Regions from separate parts of the Pan troglodytes genome. Here region 1 is linked to region 2. The links are chromatin contacts, called in public HiChIP or PLAC-seq maps. All regions are on one chromosome and are shown on one strand. Each heading gives the region's core, a stretch centred on a gene start, on an enhancer-like site or on the middle of the called end of the contact. The rest is flanking DNA. Distances are from core to core; before and after follow the strand shown.

Region 1 (3,719 bases), core at 507-3,006, 190 kb before region 2:
CACTCCTTGTCTTTTAGTTGGTCCATGCATCTGGAAGAATCAGCCTCGAACACAGGGGAGATGCAAGGAACTAATTAAAACCTAAAAGCTAGTTGCATGCCAATGTCCACCTGTCCTGTTTTTTACAGGGTCTATCCCCTTTTTTTAGGATTGTATGAGGGCCAGAAAGGGCACTCCTCTAGTACTAACATGGCTATGACTCCTACTTTGTCCAGATTACAAAGGCCTATGTCATTTGGGGAAATGTGGAAACCAGGTATTTTTCATGGACATAAATTATTGGGTTCTTCTATCTCCATAGCAGGGCAGCGGTTACCTGCAAAAATATTGACCAAAGTGAAATTAGAGAGAAGAGGAGAGCTACATGTCCTTTTAGGGTACCCATACAGTTCCCTAACTCAAACGTGTCCTCATATGTTTAAAGTTAGAGTAAAGGGAGATCTCCTACTGACTTACGTGTCTGTTAATATCCAACACAAACCCTCATTTGAACCAGCCCAAATTGGAAAAGGGGCTAGATTACACCAGCCAAATACGTACCCATCAATCAACCACTTCCCTAAAAGGTCAAGGTTGCAAAATGCTATCAACAGAAACCTTTATGACCCCTCAAAAACACCACTCTTGGATCCTGTTAAGGTATATAAACAGTCAAGTCCATCAGTTACATACCGACTCATCCTCCTGCACCTTGCTCCTGGTATGCACAAATATACCACACGTGACAAAAAGGATAAATGTAAAAGCTCCCCACTCTACCAACAATTCTGGCAGATGAGAGAAGCCGTGTTGGCAAGTGACTAGAGATCCACATGCGCAGAGTAAGAGACCCAAAGTGCACGAGGAAACTTCCCCCAATTTTAAAATTCTACTTTTCTAGCCACACGTGGGGATGAGATTGGAGGCCAGCAAGTATGAGCAGCCACACCCTGCTCTACCATTACCTAGTATGTCACAATCCTGATGCAAATCCTGTGCCCAAGAGTCCAACGATACCGCGCTGCAGGGCAGCAGACGCCTGTTACGTAAGCTCTGCAGGGCCTCCTCCAGTGCGCCCCGCCCTACCCTCCCACCCCAATTCTTTAGTGGCGGGGGGCGGGGGGGTCTACTCCTGAACAGTTAAATCAACATCCTCTTGGAAAAATATCCTTTTGTGCAGGAACCTGTGAGATGTGGGCCGCTTCTCATTTGGCTGCGACGGTCTAGGAGCGTGGGGGAAGGGAAAGTAAAATGACCTTTCAAGGTCCCTTCCTTGAAGCCTAGAGATTTGCAGGATAAGCATTAAGTCCCATCTCGCCGACTGGGAGCTGGAGGCAACGGAACTGCATTTCACCAATAGGAAAAAGGACAAAATGGGTCCCAGCGGCAATCTCAGCCCTTCCTCAGTGGGATCCATCCCCGAAGGGTGACTTCGGCTGCTTTCTGGGCTGGGGAAAATGCGGCTAGAAACCACCAAACCCGTGAGCAGCCTCGCCCTCCAAGCCTAGGACCCCTGGGGCCCAGCCAAAAGCTAAAAGCAACTTAGAGCAGACGAGAGAACAAGTCGGTTCCGGCCAGAGGTTTGCGACAGAGCACAGAGAGCACGCGGGCAAACGTGCAGAATTACCTCATAACGACCCGCTTCCCTTTAACGTCCAGCTTGTCCAGCGTCAGCTTGTTAGAAAGCGACATTTTGGAAATACAGCTGGGGAGAGAGGTCGGTGATTCGGTCAACGAGGGAGCCGACTGCTGACGTCCGCTCCGGAGGCTTGCAGAATGCCGAACACCGCGCGGGCAGGAACAGGGGCCACACTACCGCCCCACACCCCGCCTCCCGCACCGCCCCTTCCCGGCCGCTGCTCCCGGCGCGCCCTGCTGAGCAGCCGCTATTGGCCACAGCCCATCGCGGTCGGCGCGCTGCCATTGCTCCTTGGCGCTGTCCGTCTGCGAGGGTACTAGTGAGACGTGCGGCTTCCGTTTGTCACGTCCGGCACGCCGCGAACCGCAAGGAACCTTCCCGACTTAGGGGCGGAGCAGGAAGCGTCGCCGGGGGGCCCACAAGGGTAGCGGCGAAGATCCGGGTGACGCTGCGAACGGACGTGAAGAATGTGCGAGACCCAAGGTCGGCGCCGCTGCGTTTCCCGGAACCACGCCCAGAGCAGCCGCATCCCTGCGCAAACCCAGGGCTGCCTTGGAAAAGGCGCAACCCCAACCCCGTGGAATTCGAGGCTGCCCTACCAGGATCAATGCAAATGCCACCTCCTTTTGGAAAATCCTGGTTTCCTAGCTCCCTTCATGGAATTCTGCTTCTTAAGGCTTACTTAGTAATAGAGACCTCTCAGAAGTTGGAAAAGGCCCAGGTCCACTCTGGCCCCCACCTTTTTTAAAATAAAAAATGCAATGTAATTTTTCTGGTTATGGCATGATTGATGCTAATGGCAAACACATGGCATTTTTCATATATTAACCAACGCTCACAAAACGCAGTAGTGACTACTATTATCCTCATTAGGCAAATGAAATAACTGATGCACAGAGAAGTTTAGTGGGCCAGGCGCGGTGGCTCACGCCTTTAATCCCGGCACTTTGGGAGGCCAAGGCCGGCAGATTGCTTGAGCCCGGTGGTTCGAGACCAGCCTGAGCAACATAGCAAAACCCCATCTCTACTAAAAATACAAAAAATTAGCTAGACGTGGTGGCGGGCACCTGTAGTCCCGTTACCCGTGGAGGGTGTCCAAGTTCTTAGCGTCTTGAACTAAGAACTGGACGAAATGCACCAAGCAAAGAAAGAATGAAGCAATAAAAGCAGAGATGTATTGAAAACGAAAGTGTAACCGCCCAATGGGTTCACCTTGTCCGCTGCCTAGACAGAGCTGATTTATGAAGACGGGAATTGCAATGGCGAAAGAATAATTCACGCTGATCGCTGTGCGGGAGACCAGTTTCATTATCACTCAAATCAGTCTCCCTGAGCATTCTGGAATCAGAGTTTTTAAGGATAATTTGGCAGGTATGGGTTCGGAAAGTGGGGAGTGCTAGTTGGTCGGGATGAAGATTAAATCACGGGGTCGAAGTGAGTTCTTGCGAGTTCTTCCTGGGTGGGATCGTGGAGCTAGTTGAGCCAGATTATCAGTCTGGGTGGTGTCCTCTGCTGCATGAGAATGCAGGGTCTGCAAAATATCTCAAGCCCTGATCTTAGGATTTGCAATGGTGATGTTATTCCCAGAAGCAATTTGGGGAGGTTCAGATTCTTGCAGCCGGAGGCTGCATGGCCCCTAAACTGTAATTTATAATCTTGTAGCTAATTTGTTACACCTACAAAGAAAGGCAGACTGGTCCCAGCAAGAAGGGGAAAGGGCTGTTATCAATTTTGTCTCAGAGTTTACACTATAAATTCTTTCCCAAGGCTAGTTTGGCCTATACCCAGGAATGAACAAAGACATTTTAGAAGTTAGAAGGAAGATAGGGTAGGTTAGGTCTGATCTCTTTCACTGTCATAATTTCCTCAGTTATGATTTTTGCAAAGGCGGTTTCAAAAGTATACTCCACAAGGTGAGAGCAGGCCTGAGCAAGCAGCTCAAGAGCTTGGTTACAGAATTTTCTGGGGTTTAAATACCCGCTAGAGGTTTCCCATTAGCCACTTGGTGTATACCCCATGCAAATGAAGTAGTGGTCCATGGTCAGTCTGATTGGTTGCAGAAAGTGACCAATCAGAGGCTGAAGTGAAGTTACAAAGTTAC
Region 2 (4,240 bases), core at 1,717-4,216:
CTATCTCAGCAAGTTAAGTAAGCAAGTAATATCACATTAAATCAACCTGAAGACTGAGATTTAAGAGGGAAAAACATGATTGCTGGGATGGTAGAGTGAACTAAAATACTCTGCCTAACCATTGCCTATCACTCATCTGTCCCCCAGCCTCCCAACACTCTTGCCCCGGCCCCATGTTGAGCTATATCCTAAGAAATATCATTGTCTAAAAACAAAACGCTAAAACCTGAACTGCCCTTTAACAAAGATGAATAGAAGGAATTTTGAGACAAAACTCCCAAATACTATTCTCATCTATGCTAGTGCTTCTATGAGTTCAGACAAAAATCTCTCCTTGCAATTTACTTTCCCAACTGGCAAATGAAGATTATTTTCACTCATCAGGATGTCCAAAGTCTTGATTAATAAAGTTTGCCAAGAGCTTTTAAATATATAGATAAAAGGAGTTATAACAAGGAATTTATTTTTTTAAAATGTATTTCCTTTAGCGCCCTCACAGAAGTGAAGGTTGTAGTGTGTTAGCTGGGGTTATTTTTGCACTCTTTTCTCTCTCTCTCTTGTTTTGTAAGCAAATTTTACTGCTTCTGCAAGCATTTTTCAAAGAAAATCAACCTTCTGCTTTAGAGAACAGAGATGTTAACCTATCCTTTGGAGGGATTAGTGTTTAACCTTATCTTGAGGGCAGGCATCAAGATCTTTCTAAGGCTGTGATCGGAATAGAATAGTTCCTATCAAGTTAAGAAGATCAATAGAGAGAAATCAATTTAGAGGAAAAAAGGAAAAGCAGAGATTCCTTGGGGGAAAACCTGGAACAGTTGCTCACTTCAGAAAATGTTATTCATTCCCAACAATTTTAAAAATGATTCCAAATTATATTTAAGGCACAACACTCAATCAGAATTAAAGTATAGCGAGTTTTACATTTTTTCTCTTTTAGATTTGAGTTTACATCAGAATTAAGCCTCATACATTAACATTGCTTTTGTCATTTCCATGTATTTTTTTTCTCTATATAAGCTTTCTTATTGGCTGGAGGGCAGTTGGATATGTTTGTGAGCTGACTAGTTTTGTATTCTATATTTTTTCTAATTTTAATCAGTGACATCTTGGAAGATGTGGCTGTTAGAAATAGGAATATTGACTTACAGTGTGTTACTGGAGGTCGGGCAACTTTCCAGACCCCCACGGCTTTGCTCACATTATTTCTTCTATCAGTCCAGATAGATGTCTTCCTCTTCCTCCATTCCTGCAAAGCTAAATCCTATCTATTTTTCAAAGCCCAGTTCACATGCTCCCTTCCCTGCACTCTCATAACACCTCCTGTTTCTAATATATGACATTAGTGAGATTTTTTAAATGTTTAGGTAATCGTGTATCTTTCTTTCCTACTACATTGAGACCCTCAAGTACAAAAAAAAACTCTCTCATGTCATGACCTTAGACACCAGAAAATGTTAAATATAATAAAATGCCAGTTCAAAAATAACCATTGAAAAGGATGTGATAAGCAACCTAGTAATTCAGTCAGTGGGGCTGCTAGAAACCATTGTCTTCATAGCTGAATTCAACTGACTCAATTCGGACTCAATTGTATGTAAACTGTTTATTTTTTTTTCTTCTTCTTTTTTGGAGACAGTTTCGCTCTTGTAGCCCAGGCTGGAGTGCAGTGGCACGATCTCGGCTCACTGCAACGTCCGCCTCCCAGGTTCAAGCGATCCTCCTGCCTCAGTCTCCCGAGTAACTGCGATTACAGGCGCCCGCCACCACGCCCAGCTAATTTTTGTATTTTTAGTAAAGACAGGGTTTCGCCATGATGGCCAGGCTGGTCTCGATCTCCTGACCTCAGGTGATCCACCCTCCTCGGCCTCCCAAAGTGTTGGTATTACAGGCGTGTCAGACACCGCGCCCAGCCTACTGTAAGTAAACTCTTTTGAGGCCAGGAACTCTGTCTTATTTCTTGTGCATCACCCCCTCCCTGCTCCCCGCCCCGCACCCGGCAAAAAAAAAAAAAAATTAATAACCTCAGTATCATCTAATTCAATGTTCTGCACATATTCTCAATACAAAGCCATACTATTGTAGATAAAGAGTCTATGATTAAAATAAAGATCAGATCCTGGACAAACGCTGAATTGTGAAACATAAGTGTTTGTGCTTAAGATAATCTCAACGTCTACAACGAAGAAAAGTGTCAAAGATAAGATGCCACAGGGTCGGACAATGGACAGTAACTTTACTGGAAAGGGGGCACAATGAACAAAACTAAGTGGAAACAAGAGTTCTCTCAGTTTACCTTACGCTCCCAGAGCAAGACAAGAAGCCAAATATCTATTTTTCAATTATTATTTCATCAATTATGGTCATTTTAGTAACCTTAGCTTCCAAAGTATAAAGAGGTGTCACTAAGCAAAGACCCCAGTCCATGTGACTTTCAATGCCAAACACAAACTTTCTTGTACCCTCAATTAATTGGGTAACGTAGGCCATGGATGATCAGGACACTCTCTCCAAGAGGGTACAAGAAAGTGACACAGGTCAGGATTTAATTTCCCCTCCTCTATCCCCTGTTAGGGGAGGTAAAACATAAATGTAGTTAATACCTGAATTGTGAATAAGTGAGACTTTCGAGACTGCCCCAGACTAACATGACCTTCTCACCACACTCGTAGTACAAACTGACAGCACAGAAGACCCCCTCCAGGAGAAAGGACGACGGGAAGCCAATGTAGGACTTACCTGGTTTCTCTATCCTATGGTTAAACCTCTGGAGCTACGCAGACCGTGGCAGCGATAAATCCACGTACGCAGGCTCCAACAAAGCTCACACAATCGGAGAAGTCACAGTAGCTGCGGCTGCGGCGGCGGCAGCAACAACTCCTCCCTCTGCTTCTCTTTTCCCACCCCCTGCCGCGGCGGCCTGCCGCGGCGGCCAGCCGCCTTTACCCCTCCCTCCCTCGACTACCCCCACTTCCGGGTGATGCCCCTGCCGGAAGCAGGGCCGCCACGGGAAAGAGAGCGACTGGTCACGTGAAAAGGAACGCGTGGTCTACAGCCAGCTTCTCCTGCCCCCTGCTGCCCCCGGGCCGACACGCAGCCTCGGGTGGGTCTTTGTTAGGGTACGAGTCCACTATCCCACCCCGCCCCCACGACAAAAACGAAACCAGAAAACCCATACTAAAACAGTGCCTTTGTCATCTTTAGTTTCCTAACTTCAGGCCAAGATGTAACATAAAAGATCCTTATAAGTCATCTTCCACATAGTTCATCTTTGCCCAGCATGAAATTCACGTGCATCTGTTAGACTGTGTTAACTGCCAAGATGTAACATAAAAGCTCCTTGTAAGTCATCTTCCACATAGTTCATCTTCGCCCAGCATGAAATTCACGTGCATCTGTTAGACTGTGTTAACTTGCTTCCCGTAGACTGTGTAGCCTAATTCCAGATGTAAGTGCCAGAACTATGAATTTATCCTCTTCCCTCCATTGAAAAATTACATCAAGAGGAAAATGTTTATAAATTCATAATTTTTATATGTGTGTTGAGGGGGTAGGGACGTCACTTCACCACCTTCATAGCGCCATTCCAAGCTCTGAACCACTCCCCCATTTATTCATTCACTCGTCCATCATTTTACACACCTAGAAGATTCCGGTGATGCAAAAGTGTTACAGTCTCTGTTACCATGAGTTCATTTAGAAATGAGATGCATAAAATGTAAACAATGCAATAAATGGTACAGAAAACATTTGAAAAAAGGGTCATTTTATTCTTGCTTTCCAATTTAACATTTTGAAAAGCAGCAAAATTCTAGGATTTTTAAAACTATGAACATTAACAGTAAAAAGAGGGAGAGGCTCCATCTCACTTATTTCAAAGCAAGATGTGGCCTTTTCATATTTCCTTTCATGAAGTATCTGTCATAAGATGTAGAACAAAACTAATCACAGGACTATTTGTATTTTCATCTGGAACCATTTGAACCCAGTTCCCACAGAAGAGTATGAAGCCTAATAATGTTGCAGAAATCAAAATAGTACACAAAATACAAATATCAAGTAAATATTTGTAAAAGACTTAGAACAGCGTCCGGCACAAAGTAAGCATATTTAAGTGTTGAAATAATTTCCATCCTAGCTGTTGTCAAGTCCCTATTAAGCCTTGACAGGCAACATTTAAAATTACCCATAGATCTACATTTTAGGTCTGTGATTAAGTATTTCAGAATTATTCTCCCCCTCC

What was found. HiChIP or PLAC-seq counts read pairs in DNA pulled down with a chosen protein or histone mark.
Region 1: an H3K4me3 HiChIP or PLAC-seq map of stem cell-derived excitatory neurons shows a contact between it and region 2, with 3 times the contacts expected there. The contact joins the promoter of PGK1 here to the promoter of ATP7A in region 2. A contact is called at or near these places in 2 of 7 Hi-C or Micro-C datasets (induced pluripotent stem cells and stem cell-derived neural progenitor cells) and 1 of 1 datasets of contacts at active chromatin or transcription factors (stem cell-derived excitatory neurons).

What each region holds. Positions count from the first base shown.
Region 1 is chrX:75,883,690-75,887,408 of NHGRI_mPanTro3-v2.0_pri, reverse strand. PGK1 (phosphoglycerate kinase 1) reads right to left here and starts at 1,756. Exons shown (of 11, transcript NM_001135738.1): 1 at 1,607-1,756. The coding sequence starts at 1,671.
Region 2 is chrX:75,691,902-75,696,141 of NHGRI_mPanTro3-v2.0_pri, reverse strand. ATP7A (ATPase copper transporting alpha) reads right to left here and starts at 2,966. Exons shown (of 24, transcript XM_016943572.4): 1 at 2,737-2,966.